Regions from separate parts of the Mus musculus genome. Here region 1 is linked to region 2. The links are chromatin contacts, called in public HiChIP or PLAC-seq maps. All regions are on one chromosome and are shown on one strand. Each heading gives the region's core, a stretch centred on a gene start, on an enhancer-like site or on the middle of the called end of the contact. The rest is flanking DNA. Distances are from core to core; before and after follow the strand shown.

The links. HiChIP or PLAC-seq counts read pairs in DNA pulled down with a chosen protein or histone mark.
Region 1: a contact with region 2 is called in an H3K27ac HiChIP or PLAC-seq map of epiblast stem cells, with 7 times the contacts expected there. The contact joins the enhancer-like site here to the promoter of Prph2 in region 2. A contact is called at or near these places in 4 of 484 Hi-C or Micro-C datasets (the G1E-ER4 cell line, the HL-1 cell line, cerebral cortex and 1 more), 2 of 115 datasets of contacts at active chromatin or transcription factors (epiblast stem cells and pancreatic cancer cells) and 1 of 9 other capture datasets (liver).

The regions. Positions count from the first base shown.
Region 1 is chr17:47,483,054-47,489,639 of GRCm38.p6, forward strand. Taf8 (TATA-box binding protein associated factor 8) reads right to left here. Exons shown (of 9, transcript NM_022015.4): 9 at 4,997-6,586. Among named protein-coding and RNA genes, the nearest start is that of Taf8, 16 kb to the right of the region's middle. Within about 2 kb of position 1,533, at least 124 of the 459 cell types and tissues checked have an H3K27ac peak or open chromatin away from gene starts, as enhancers often do. A contact at or near this core is called in the G1E-ER4 cell line, epiblast stem cells and pancreatic cancer cells, where this site is marked.
Region 2 is chr17:46,905,331-46,911,833 of GRCm38.p6, forward strand. Prph2 (peripherin 2) reads left to right here and starts at 5,148. Exons shown (of 3, transcript NM_008938.2): 1 at 5,148-5,947. The coding sequence starts at 5,367.

The DNA of each region.
Region 1 (6,586 bases), core at 283-2,782, 570 kb after region 2:
GCCTTGAAAAACAAACAAACAACACCCCCCCCCCAAAGCAGAAGGTGTAAAGGCCCCGTCTGTCACCCAACAAGTCACAAGGATGAGCACAGAAAGAACCTCTGTCACAGGACTATAGAGCCTTGAATCAGAAATTCTTTATTGGGCTGGAGAGATGGCTCAGAGGTTAAGAGCACTGACTATTCTTCTGAAGGTCCTAAGTTCAAATCCACATGGTGGCTCACAACCATCTTTAAAGAGATCGGACGCCCTCTTCTGGTGTGTCTGAAGACAGCTACAGTGTACTTAGATATAATAATAAATAAATCTTAAAAAAAAAAAGAAATTCTTTATTATTCGCACAGAGGACACACTAACCACTAGGAGAAAATACTGTTTATACGGTATCTATCCCGCTATAAAAGGGTATATTTACATGTGTGTTTGGTACATAAAACCATACTGACTCATCAGGAGCTTCGGGGAAAGGCCAGAGAGCCTGGGGTGGGAGAGGGAGGTACGTGTTATATCTTCTTCTGTCTTCCAAGTTCTGTGCTGAATTCATACATCATCTGTTCACGAGTCAATAAAATAGCTTCTAACAAAGACGGAACAATGATGTAAGCAAATGGAGAGGACCTAAACCATAAACACCAGGAGGGGAAATTCCTTGCGCTTGTTTCCAGGGCTGGAAGCATCCATGACAAATCTGTACCTGTAGGCTTGGTTCCTCTCCCCAGACTGGCAGCTGGGGCTGTGCACGCTGATGGTCAGAGACTTAAGCACTCGCTTCTGGGTGACCCTGAGCGAAACAGAAGAATGATAAACCTGTCACCAGGAAAACTCAGAGGTGGCAATAAACGACAAGGCTCAGGCTCTTCTTGTTCCTACAAAGACACTGGGAAGAGCCTCCCTGCTCTGCCCTGGGCATGCCTCTGGGCTGGGGATGTCACATGTCACGCAGTGGTAGAGAGTGTGCCCAGCAGGGCACTGGGCCCTGGGGCATTTGGAGAGCCTGGGACCCTCAGGATAAAGGGGTGTGGTTCTTCCTAGCACCACATGGGAAGCCTCATCCACTCCAGCTGCCCTTTCCTGGGATCGTCCTGATTTACTGATGTGGAAGTGACAGAAATGCCCCAACCCACCCCCAGCCTGGTATAATCAGGTTTTACAAGGGCAAGGCCTCCTTACAACTGACTCTACACTGGCTCCACAGAGATGGGACAAGAGCCCCAGGCCCAAGGAGGCCTGGATCTCATGCCTCTCAGGCCAGCTCCAAGCTGCACTCTATTGCCCTCCCTTCCTCTCTCTGCTTACCCTCCCCTCCTCCCTCTGCCTCCCCTCCCCTCCTCCCTCTGCCTCCCCTCCCCTCCTCCCTCTGCTTACCCTCCTCTCCTCCCTCTGCCTACCTTCCCCTCCCCTCCTCCCTCTGCCTCCCCTCCCATCCTCCCTCTGCTTACCCTCCTCTTTCAAAGGCTCACTGGGCCAACCCCACCCACTGAGATCTCAGCAGAGGCCTCAGACCAGCCCCCTTCTTTCTCTTGGTCAGAGGAGGCAGAACAGGTTCCCTCTTGTTTACCCATCTCCCTGGTAACACAGGCCTCCACAGGAGGGTGTCCTCCAGGCTATCAGTAGGTTTCTGTTTCCTGCCTCTTCTTAGGTAGGGTACACTTTGGCTCTCTGGGGCTAGGGCCAGTCCGTCCCCCCCAGTTCCTGAATGGCTAGCTCTAGCTGCTCCACCCCTTCACCCCACCATAAATCCTAACTGGGAAATGCCACCCTCTGTGAGGAGTTGACTGACCTTGTTCCCAGCCCTGCCTATGGTCCTCTGCCTCCACATCTCCCTCTGAACAGCACCCCAAGCCCTTGCTGAACTGAGCCCACTTGACCCTCCCGTGCAAGTCTGCCTACAGTCTGGGGGCACACACGCTCCTGCCTCTGACAGAGAGTATGCTTGTTTGCTGTTCTCTTTCCACAAAGATGGCTGCACTTTGTGCTCTACTCAACTACAACGTTCTTCTTAGGCCATTTTTTTTTTTTAAAGGGCAGCTCCCACAATAATTCCTCCTGCCCTATTTTGTGACAAGTGCTGCCTTTATCTGCCCTGCCAGAACGGCACCAAACTCTGCCCCCACAAAGTGGCTGCTCATATGGCCTATATCAACAGGTCTCAAATCCCCTGTCAGAGATCCTGAAAGAAGCAGGGTGGGTGGAGGACAGGCCATTCGGTTCTCTGGCTGGCCCCTCCCCCAGCCTCTCCTCCCAAGCCCCAGTGCCTGCTTGGCTTCTGTGAAGGCTTTGGCCACTGCCTGCTCCCCAGGTTAGTAGCCCAAGCTTTGCACACTACCTACCCCTTATGGCTCTTAGTTTCCTTGTCCCATCCTTCAATTCTTTTCCTCCAGGTCTCTGATGGCACCACGGGACTGACATACCACGTGTGTTGTGGGCTGTCCACTGCCCCTCCATCCCCTACATACACACACACACACATACACACACACACACACACACACACACACACACACACACACAGACACACACACACACAGACACACTGTGGGCTGACACACACACACACACACACACACACACACACACACACACTGTAAGAGCTGGGGAAGCAGGGACCTAGGTCTACCCTGGTATTTGTCAGTGTCTGTATCCAAATGGTCTCCCTTAGAAAAAGCTCAACTGCTGTTTGAGTGACTGCAGAAGGGAAGGGTGGAATGGGGGACAGGCTGAAGGGCTGGAAGGAGAGGCACAGGACAACCAGGAGCCAAGTGAAGACTTTCTCCCTGCAGGGTAGAAGCCCCTTCTGGCACCCTCTACAGCCTACAACACTTTTAGTTTCATTTTGTGTAGTTTCCCACTAGAGTGAATTCCCTGGAGGTAGGAACTATGTATGTCTTGTTCAGCAGAGTATCATTAGAGTTGGCACCGTGCCAAGCGTTCAGCATACACAAGAGGCTCTGGACCTCTATCTGCTAAATAGCGCACAGGAGGATGAGTGACCTGCAAGACAAAGACCTGTCAGGGGACCTCATTGGCCAGGTTTGCACTGGAGACATTTGGACTAGGGGTGGCCAGTCTCTGGGAGGATCTCCAGTCTTACTGCAGGGCTGAGAATGGTCTACCCTGGCAGGGGATGTGGCTGGGGAAGAGCAGGGAGCCTGCGCATTTGGGTGGGGCAGCATCAGACTGGCAGGGAGGAAGAGTGTGCTGTCTAAACACAAATGAACAAGACCTAGCATGGTCTACGCAGAGGACAAAAACCAGACAACTGGGTACAAATAGTTGGATGCTGAGACCAGCTGGGCAGAAACGTCTGGAGGTGGAGGACCAGAGGAACCATGTCCCTGGCATGAGAGATGGCACTTCCAAGACCCTTCTGGTTGGGTAGGCACATGGGGAAAAAACATCAAAGAAAGACCAAGATGTTGGCCGAGGACATCTACAACAGAAGGCAAAGGAACAAGGTCAAAGAGGAAGCGATAACCTACTGGTCGCACACCAGGAGAGGCTGGCCTGACCCAGGGCCTGAAGAGCACCTGGCAGTGCACCGGTGTCTAGGACTGGCTGCAAAAGTGGCCATGTCACTAGGCGCTTGGCACTGCTCAACAAGATTCCCCTGAGCCCGCCTTAGTGACAGGTTTTAAACTGCCCGCAAGCCTTAGTCTGTTCTTTCTGCAGTGAAAAGCCCCTCATTTTTTACCTAGGCCCAGAGCCATTTAGCTAAAGCCACACACCGTCACTTCCTTTGCAAGAAAGCCACCCCGTGCTTGGTGGCTGGGGTGCGGGGTGTGCAAAACAGCTTCTAGGTCTTGCTCTTATAAGGAAACTCAAAGTTCCATTTGCCTAGGCCTCTTCGCTGCCTGTTCCCTGGAACATGCACCCAGGAGATGGTGGCTTCTACCTCCCATCCTGCGACAATGACCAGAACCCCAGGGGATGGAGGAACTAACATGCAGCGGGGGCCCTGCAACATGATCGTCACTGTGCTAAGCTACACCTTTCATGGAAAGCAGATGTTTCGTTTCCAGGGGTGGGGTGGAAGGATGCCACGTAGGATGCTTTTATGTGGAGTATGTGTGTGCACAGTGTATGTGGAGGGATGGGATGTTTGAGACAAGGTCTATACCCCAGAATGGCCCGCTGGAGCTAAGCATGTACTTCTGACTTAAACCACCCTACCCTGGGGCCATGTCCAATCTCTTCCACTCGTGGGCCAGTCAGTACATGAACGTATGATGGAGTGATTAGAGGGACAGAACCTCCGACCACCGGAAGGCATCTAAGCATCTAAGGGAGACAGCAGAGCTTGGGGCAGAAGGCCTAAGACACCCCCCACCCCCACCCCGTCCTCAGCTGCAGAGCCATAACATTTGCTTTTAATGCTATGTGAGTGTTCGTAATCTGCGATGTGTAAAACAGAACTGTGGCCTCTGAGATGGGTCCTCAGTGGAAGGAGGCTTATTTGGCATCCCCAGGGCCCCGAGTTCACCCCCACACCCCCACACACTCCTGCAAAGGAAGGGGTTGGTGGAGCAGCTGGATTCTCAGCATCCACAGGTGGCAGACTTGTTCTAACTCCAGCTCCAAGGGATCCAGTGCCCTCTTTCGGCCTCCCTCCGAGGAGCCTTCCCTTTGATCCCAGCATTTGGGATGCAGAGGCAGATCATCCAGTAAGGAATACACAGTGAGTCAGTGGGTGGAGGGACACAGATGAGCTAGGACTGACAATGTTAGACTTGGAGCTGGGCCTGAGGACTGGGATCACAGCTGCCTAGGAAGTCCGAGGCAGGAGGACTTCCAGCAGCCTGAGTTACAGAACAAGTTCTACCCTGGCCATTTAAAGAAATGAAACAAAACAACCTAACAACTTGGGGCTGGAGAGATGGCTTAGCACTCACAAGGCAGCTCACAACCTCAGACTCCACCATATCTAACCTTCTCTTCTGACCTCTGAGAGAACCACACACACACATACATGCATGCAGATAAAATAATCATACACATAAAAATTTAAAATTCTTAAAAACAAACAAATGAACACTAACAACTTGTTCTGGGTTTGAGGCTGGGGCTTACTTACTATATAATCCAGGCTGGTCTTGAACTCAGTATCCCAAATACTGGGATTGCAGGTATGTGCTACCACCACTCAGCATGCAGAAAACGTGTTTAAAGCAAGTCACAGGAAAAGCTGGGTACAGTGCTTCATTGCCTACCATTTGAGAGGCCCTATGTCTGAGTCATTTACAAAGTTTTTATTATGAATTTTTATTACAGGCCTCCCATAAATCACACTTCATTTCTCCTTCCAATAAGTCTCCCCCATTATAAAAAATAGAAATATATAAATACACATTGAGAATTATATGCTTTAACACAAAATCTCTCTTCCTAGAGAGAGACTGCACCGCAGTTCTGAGGTCACAGGCAAGAGCCCCTCCCACCCCCACCTTGCACACTGTTCCCAACGCCAGTGACAATGGTGCTGGAATTACAGATGTGCTCGCTAGTCACATCGGGAACAGCAAGGTGTGATCGCTCCTGTCTGACCTTGACTGGATTTCAGCTGACTCGCCCAGAGTAGCCAAGTCTACCACAAGCTCTCGGGAGCCACACAGGTCCTGGAAGTTCTGAGTCACGACGGAAATAGTCCTGTTTGGTCCGGAGCTGAGGAAGCTCACTTTCTCGACATTTCTTGTCCTCCAATTCCAGACACAGAGCTCTTTCCCTCCAGAGAATCAGCGGGGAAGGTGGAGCCTCTACCAGCTGCCTGGAAGCCAAGCATGGTGGCCTGCACCTATACCTGCAGCAGGTGGCAGGAAGGCACTGAGCCTGGGATACACACTGAATTCTGGGATAGCCTGGACTACAGAGAGAGCCTATCTCTGAAACAGGAGGGGTGGGGAGAGAAAATGAGCAAGACTGCAGTAGCAGAAGCAGCAGCAGCCGTCAGGATGGAGGAGGCATTCCAACCCAAGGACAACTTATCCACGTTGTGTCAATTTCCATGTGTCCCTGTCATCCTTCCTTAGAGGCACGAAGATTCATGATTAGGGGGAAGTGTGGGGTGGGGTGGAGGGTCTCAGCAGGGTCTTCTCACCCCCTCCGTCCAGCAGGTGGGCACGTAGCTTTCTACCAGAGCTGCATTTCACAGCTAGGCTTAGTCCTCTCCTACCTGCTAAGTACTCTTCACGGTGCTTTAAGTCCATGGCTCCTTTTGAAGCCACAGGATTGGTTTGACTCCACTGTGGTCAGCTTTAATCAAATGCTGGTCAGAGATCAAGGCTACCCCATGGCCACTGTCATTGATTGATCCTGACACCTTTGTTCCTAGCTCCTGGCAGCCCTAGATCCAAGGTGGGCTGTGGGCCTGTTTCCAACACAATGAGATACATAGTCATTTTCAATCCACTCAGCAGGAACCTTGGGGTCCAGGTGAGAAGTGAGACCTCTCTGCATTTATATCAGCGAGAGGGATCCAAGAGGGCTGGAAGGTACACATGGCCGCCTTCTCGGCAGGGCACAGAGCCATAGGCGTCGTTCTGCCTCTTCCCTGGCCCTCCAGGTTCCAAACGAATCAAGTCCCATGATTGAT
Region 2 (6,503 bases), core at 3,898-6,397:
TTTAAAAAGTGTACACTTCTAGGGCTGCAGAAGACCCACGTTTGGTTCCCAGCACCTTCATGGCTCCAGCTCTGGAGGATCTGAGGCCCTCTCTGGCCTGCTTAAGCACTCGCACACACGCACACACACACACACACACACACACACACACACACACTCACACGCACGCACGCACACACACACACACACACACACGCACACACACACACACACACACACACACACACACACACACACACACACACACACACACATATACTGTGTGGTCCTGGCTGTCCTGGAACTCACTTTGTAGACCAGGCTGGCCTTTAACTCAGAGATCCCCCTGCCTCTGCCTCCCAGTGCTGGGATTGAAGACGTGCGCCTTCACCACCACACTTGGCTGACCTGGAAGGCTTAAAGGGGGAGGGGCATGCGAGCAGAACTGATGCATGAGGGAAGGGAGAGGATTCTGACCTGAAGGCCTGACCTACCTGCTGGGCTCTTATTCTCACCACAAAATCCTTAGTTTTAGATGGACAGGAATTTGAAGGAATTGTTCATAAAATCCTTTGCACTTATTAATAGCATTACTACTGGGAAAGTAACTTGAAAGAGTTACATTATTTTATTCCTATTCCTGTTTCTCCCTGTCTCTCTCTGTGTCTCTCTGTCTCTCTGTCTCTGTCTCTCTCTGTGTCTCTCTGTGTGTGTGTCCTCGTGCCAAAGCAGGGCAGAGAGGGCATCAGAACCTCTGGAGCTAGAGGCATGTACATACATGCTGGGAACCAAACTCAGGTCCTCTGCAAGAGCAGCATGGCCTCTCAACCACTGCGCCATCCCTCCAGCCCCAGAAACGTACAGTTTAAGTTTAACAGGTATAGCTAGATTCCTTATCAAAAAGCCTGTACAAATGTGTGTTCCAAAGAAAAAGCATCCATGTGCTTCTTGCTGTGTTGAAAGACACTCTTGTGGGGTTGAAGCCGGTGAGCCAGTACAACATTGTCCTCAGCTACACAGCGGGTTTGAGGCCAGCAGGGGATCTGTGGGATGCGTTCTCACAAGTAAGTAAATAAACACATAAATGAATAGAAAACACAGAACTGGGGCTGGTGAGATGGCTCAGCAGGTAAGAGCACCGACTACTCTTCCGAAGGTCCTGAGTTCAAATCCCAGCAACCACATGGTGGCTCACAACCATCTGTAACAAGACTGGATGCCCTCTTCTGGTGTGTCTGAAGCTACAGTGTACTTATATATAATAAATAAATAAATCTTGAGAGAGAGAGAGAGAGAGAGAGAGAGAGAGAGAGAGAACACAGAACCCTACTAGCGGATGGGCAAACAGCACTTTGTGTTGTGGACCAGTCTGTCTTCACTTTGTACCTTCTATTCCTTCTACAGCTGTTTCTAAAGCATCCTTTAGCATGATCCTATAGCTTAGAAATGACTGACTTATTTATGTATTTTATGTGTATGACTGCTCTTTTTGCATATATGAAGAGGGCATCAGATCCCATTATAGATTGTTGTGAGCTGCCACGTGGGACCTGGGAATTGAACCTAGGTCCTCAGGAAGAATAGCCAGTGCCCTCCACCGCTGAGCCGTCTCTCCTGCCCAGAAATGGCTTTTTTAAGCGACTCATGAGATGCAGACTGTTAAGTAGCTGAATGTGATTGAGGGGTAGAGAGCCTTGTGAGTTGCGGGCTGTGGGAAACTGGTTCTGATTTGGTTTAACACTGATAATGAAACCCAACTTTGAATGACAGAATAACAGGTTGATTTAATTATAATTGTCTTATTTATTTATTATTTTTATGTGTGCAGCTGTCTTGTCTGTATGTGTACCTGTGTGCCATGTGCATGCCTGTTACCTGAGGAGACAAGAAGAGATCATCAGATGCCCAGCCACCGCGTGAGTGGTGGGAATTGAATCTGGATCTTCTGGAAGAGCAGCTAGGGCTCTGTTTGTTTGTTTGCTTGTTTGTTTGTTTTTTCGAGACAGGGTTTCTCTGTGCATCCCTGGCTGTCCTGGAACTCTCTCTGTAGACCAGGCTGGCCTTGAACTCAGAAATCTGCCTGCCTCTGCCTCTTAAGTGCTGGGGTTAAAGGTGTGCGCCACCACTGCCCGGGCTCTTTTTTTTTTTTTAAAGAAATGTTTGAAGATTTATTTATTTATTTATTATATGTAAGTACACTGTAGCTGTCTTTAGACGCACCAGAAGAGGGCATCAGATCTCATTACGGGTGGTTGTGAACCACCATGTGGTTGCTGGGATTTGAACTCCGGACCTTCGGAAAACCAGTCGGGTGCTCTTACCCACTGAGCCATCTCACCAGCCCCTTTTTCTTTTTTCTTTTTGGGGTTTCCAGACAGGGCTTCTCTACGTATCCCTGGCTGTCCTGGGACTCTCTTGGTAAACCAGGCTGGCCTAAGAAATCCACCTGCCTCTGCCTTCTGGGTGCTGGGATCAAAGGCATGTGCTACTACCACCTGGCTTGGATTTTGTATTTTTATTTACTTCTTTTTGTTCTTTTTTTTTTTCTTAATTTTTGAGGGGGTGTTTCTCTGGGAGGGAGGGTGGAATTGAGAGGACCGGGAAGTACATGGAATTGGGGCGCATTATGTGAAATATCCAAATAATCAATAAACAAATTAAGGTTAAAAAAAATCAGCGGCTTAAAAAAATAATTTCAAACAGACACTTCATAGAAGAAGGTACAGGTGATAAATAAGCAAGGGAAAGGTGCCCGGGGATGGGGAATAGACCCATGGGTAAAGAAAGCGTGAGGACCTAGGGTCTGGTCCCTTGCAGCCATGAAGAACGCTGGCATGGTGGCTCATTCCCGGAACCCCTGCTCTAGGAGCCGGGCATGATCTGGGCTCCCTGGGCAGCCAGCCTAGCCAGGAGGAGCCTAGCAGAGAGAAAGACAGCAACGCTCTGCCCCTCCCCTCTATACAGAAGTTCTGGCACACGCACCCAACCGAACACATATGTATGCACAGGATCCTCAGTATAAAAGTGAGGCGATTGCCAATTAAAAATACCAACGTGCTACCTTCGTACACACGTGAGAATGGTGAAGACTGGAAGGCATGGTGGCACACACCTCTAATCCCAGTACTTGGGAGGCAGGGGTGGGGTGGGGTGCGGATCTCTGTGAGCTTGAGAGCTGCCTGAGCTACATAGTAAGTTCCAGGACAACCCAGGACTACCTAGAGAGACCCTGTCTCAAAAAGCCAGGGGGGTGGGGGGACAGAGAGAGAGAGAGAGAGAGAGAGAGAGAGAGAGAGAGAGAAATTGGGGCAGGAGAGGTGTCCCTTGTTGCTCTTACAGGGACTGGTGTTTGGTCCCAGCCCCTACAACTAGATAGCCTCACAACTGCCTGTAACTTCAGCTGCAGAGATTCAGTCGCCCTCTTCTGGTTTCTGTGGGCTCCTGCACCCACGTGCACATCTCCCACCTCCACTTACATACATAATTAAAAAGAAAATCTTTTTAAAAAAATGTAGCCGGTCGTGGTGGTGCATGCCTTTAATCCCAGCACTCGGGAGGTAGAGGCAGGCCAGCCTGGTCTACAAAGTGAGTTCCAGGACAGCCAGGGCTACACAGAGAAACCCTGTCTCAAAACAAAACAAAACAAAACAAAAAAAGTATACTTCAGCCGTTGAGTCAGAAAGGGGGGATAATTCAAGGCTAGCCTTGGCCACAAGGCAAAATCCTGTCTCAAACAAAACAATATAAAAATATAACAGAGTCATTCAAGCTAGTCCTGGTTGGGACGTCTGGGGATGGTAACTCTGTATTTTCTGTTCACAATTTTGTAAGCCAATATCTACTGGGGGCTGGAGAGATGGCTCAGTGGTTAAGAGCACTGACTGCTCTTCCAGAGGTCCTGAGTTCAATTCCCAGCAACCACATGGTGGCTCACAACCATCTGTAATGAGATCTGATGCCCTCTTCTGGTGTGTCTGAAGACAAGTACAGTGTACTTATATATAATAAATAAATCTTAGAAAAATATCTACTAATTAGAAATGACAATTAACTGGCGTGGTGATGCTGAGATTGGAAGATTTCTTCAATTTCGAGGAGGCCAGCCTGGTATAGTAATATGAGGGCTCTAGGGAACTTGTCTTAACAAGGAAAAACACGACAGAAAAACCCACCCCAAACAGCAACAAAACATAGCAGACTCACTCCCTAAGGCTTCCCATGCCCCTTGCTGTGACCACAGTGGCAGATGTATTGCTCCTTTGGTTGATTCTTTGTTTGCTTGTTTGTTTGAGATAGGCTCTCAAGCAGCTCCCACTGACCTTGAACTTGCTACAAGTAGCCATGTGTGCTACTGTACTCCTTTAGTCCCTGCACTCAAGAGGCAGAGGCAGTTGGATCTCTGTGCATTTGAAGCAATCTGTTCTACAAGGTGAGTTTCAGGCCAGCCCTGGGCTACAAAACGAGACCCTGTCTAAAATAAAAACAAACTCACAAAACACCCAACCACCAAGATAGGGCTGGAATCTGGAATTATTTGTTTGTGATCTTTAGTTTGAGACAAGGTTTCTCTGTGTAGCCCTGGCTGGCCTGGAACTCCTTTGTAGACCAGGCTGGCCTGGAACTCAGATATGCCTAACTCTGCTTCCCTAGTGATAGGATTGACAGTGTGGGCCACTGCTGTCTTTGTTTGTAATCTTAACACATGTGAATGCTGGTTTTGCCTGCGTGTAGGTCTGTGAATCATTTATGTGTCTGGGCTCATGGGAGCCAGTATTGGGTATCAGATCCCCTAGAACTGAGTTACAGATGGGGGTGAGCTTTTGTGTGGGTGCTGGGAACCAAGTCTGAACTCTCTGTAAGAGCAGTCAGTGCTCTTAACCACGGAGCCATCTCTCCAATCCCCTCTCTTGGCCTCAGACTCACAGACCCAAAAGAACCTCACTGAGGCGTGCAGGAACTGCCCAGCCTATTCTTTTAGCCAGCCTCTGTCCTTTTGGCTCTGGATTCTTGAGCTGAGCTGGGTCCAGCATGTATATACACGGAGACTCCTCCTGGCCATGTTTTGTATTGGCATAGCTTTGTCTAATGGGATGACCCTGGCTAAAGAGATTAGTGACTGCGTTGTGGATCCCACTTTTTAATCTGCAGTGTTCGGACTGTCCCTCCTTGGCTGGGAAGGACTCTGCAGATACGGCGGCCTAGATTAGCTCCGGCTACCGTTACTGAGTTAACGGGGATCCCAAGCTAGGGAGGCCCCAAAATGGGCAACTCCCTGCAGCTTGGGCCCATGGTGCTCTTCCCTAGACCCTAGCGGTCCAGCCCCGGAGCTCACTCGGATTAGGAGTGGAAGCTGAACCGTGGGAGGCTGCTGAACGCACTCGGTAAGCATGGCGCTGCTCAAAGTCAAGTTTGACCAGAAGAAGCGGGTCAAGTTGGCCCAGGGGCTCTGGCTTATGAACTGGCTGTCCGTGTTGGCCGGCATCGTCCTCTTCAGCTTGGGGCTGTTCTTGAAGATTGAACTTCGCAAGAGGAGCGAAGTGATGAATAATTCTGAGAGCCACTTTGTGCCCAACTCCCTGATAGGGGTGGGGGTCCTGTCCTGTGTCTTCAACTCTCTGGCTGGGAAGATCTGCTATGATGCCCTGGACCCGGCCAAGTACGCCAAGTGGAAGCCCTGGCTGAAGCCGTACCTGGCTGTCTGCATCTTCTTTAACGTCATCCTCTTCCTGGTGGCTCTCTGCTGCTTTCTGTTGCGGGGCTCCCTGGAGAGCACCCTGGCTTACGGACTCAAGAATGGGATGAAGTATTATCGGGATACGGACACCCCCGGCCGGTGCTTCATGAAAAAGACCATCGACATGCTCCAGATTGAGTTCAAGTGCTGTGGGAACAACGGCTTCCGGGACTGGTTCGAGATTCAGTGGATCAGCAATCGCTACCTGGACTTCTCCTCCAAGGAGGTCAAAGAGTGAGTAGCCACCGCTCCGACCCAGGTCTTCGATTTCCCCAGCCTGCCCAGTCCCCCTTTCCCTCTACTGAGTATAGAACGGATGTCTGGGTGAGGGGCACTATACTGGACCATTGTGACATTGCCAGCAGCCTGGTTCGTCTGGTCCTCAATGGTGGCAACCTCATTTGGTTCAGCTTCACATCGGGCAGAGGCGGGGCAAAGGTGTGGAGTGATAAGCTAAGATAGATGGGAATTACCAGGAGAGCCAGAACACAGGCCCCTTCCTACAGTAAGAATGGGGTCTTCAGAGCTCACGCTATTCCCCCCCACCCCCGTACTTATCTTGTTCTACCTGAGGTTGCGCCTGTCATAGAACTGACATTTCCTGGTTTGCACCTTAGTTTCCTAAGCTTTTGACAAGGCCAAAGGTGCCTATGGGAGTCTGTGCTTGGATATGGTGACTTATCTTCCTGTTATGCAGGGTGGGAAGCAGGCAAGCAGCTCTGGGTTGTGCTTCTTTCTGGTGTTGCGTCCCCTACCCATCTTTCAAGGAAAGATACTGGAATGTGTGATC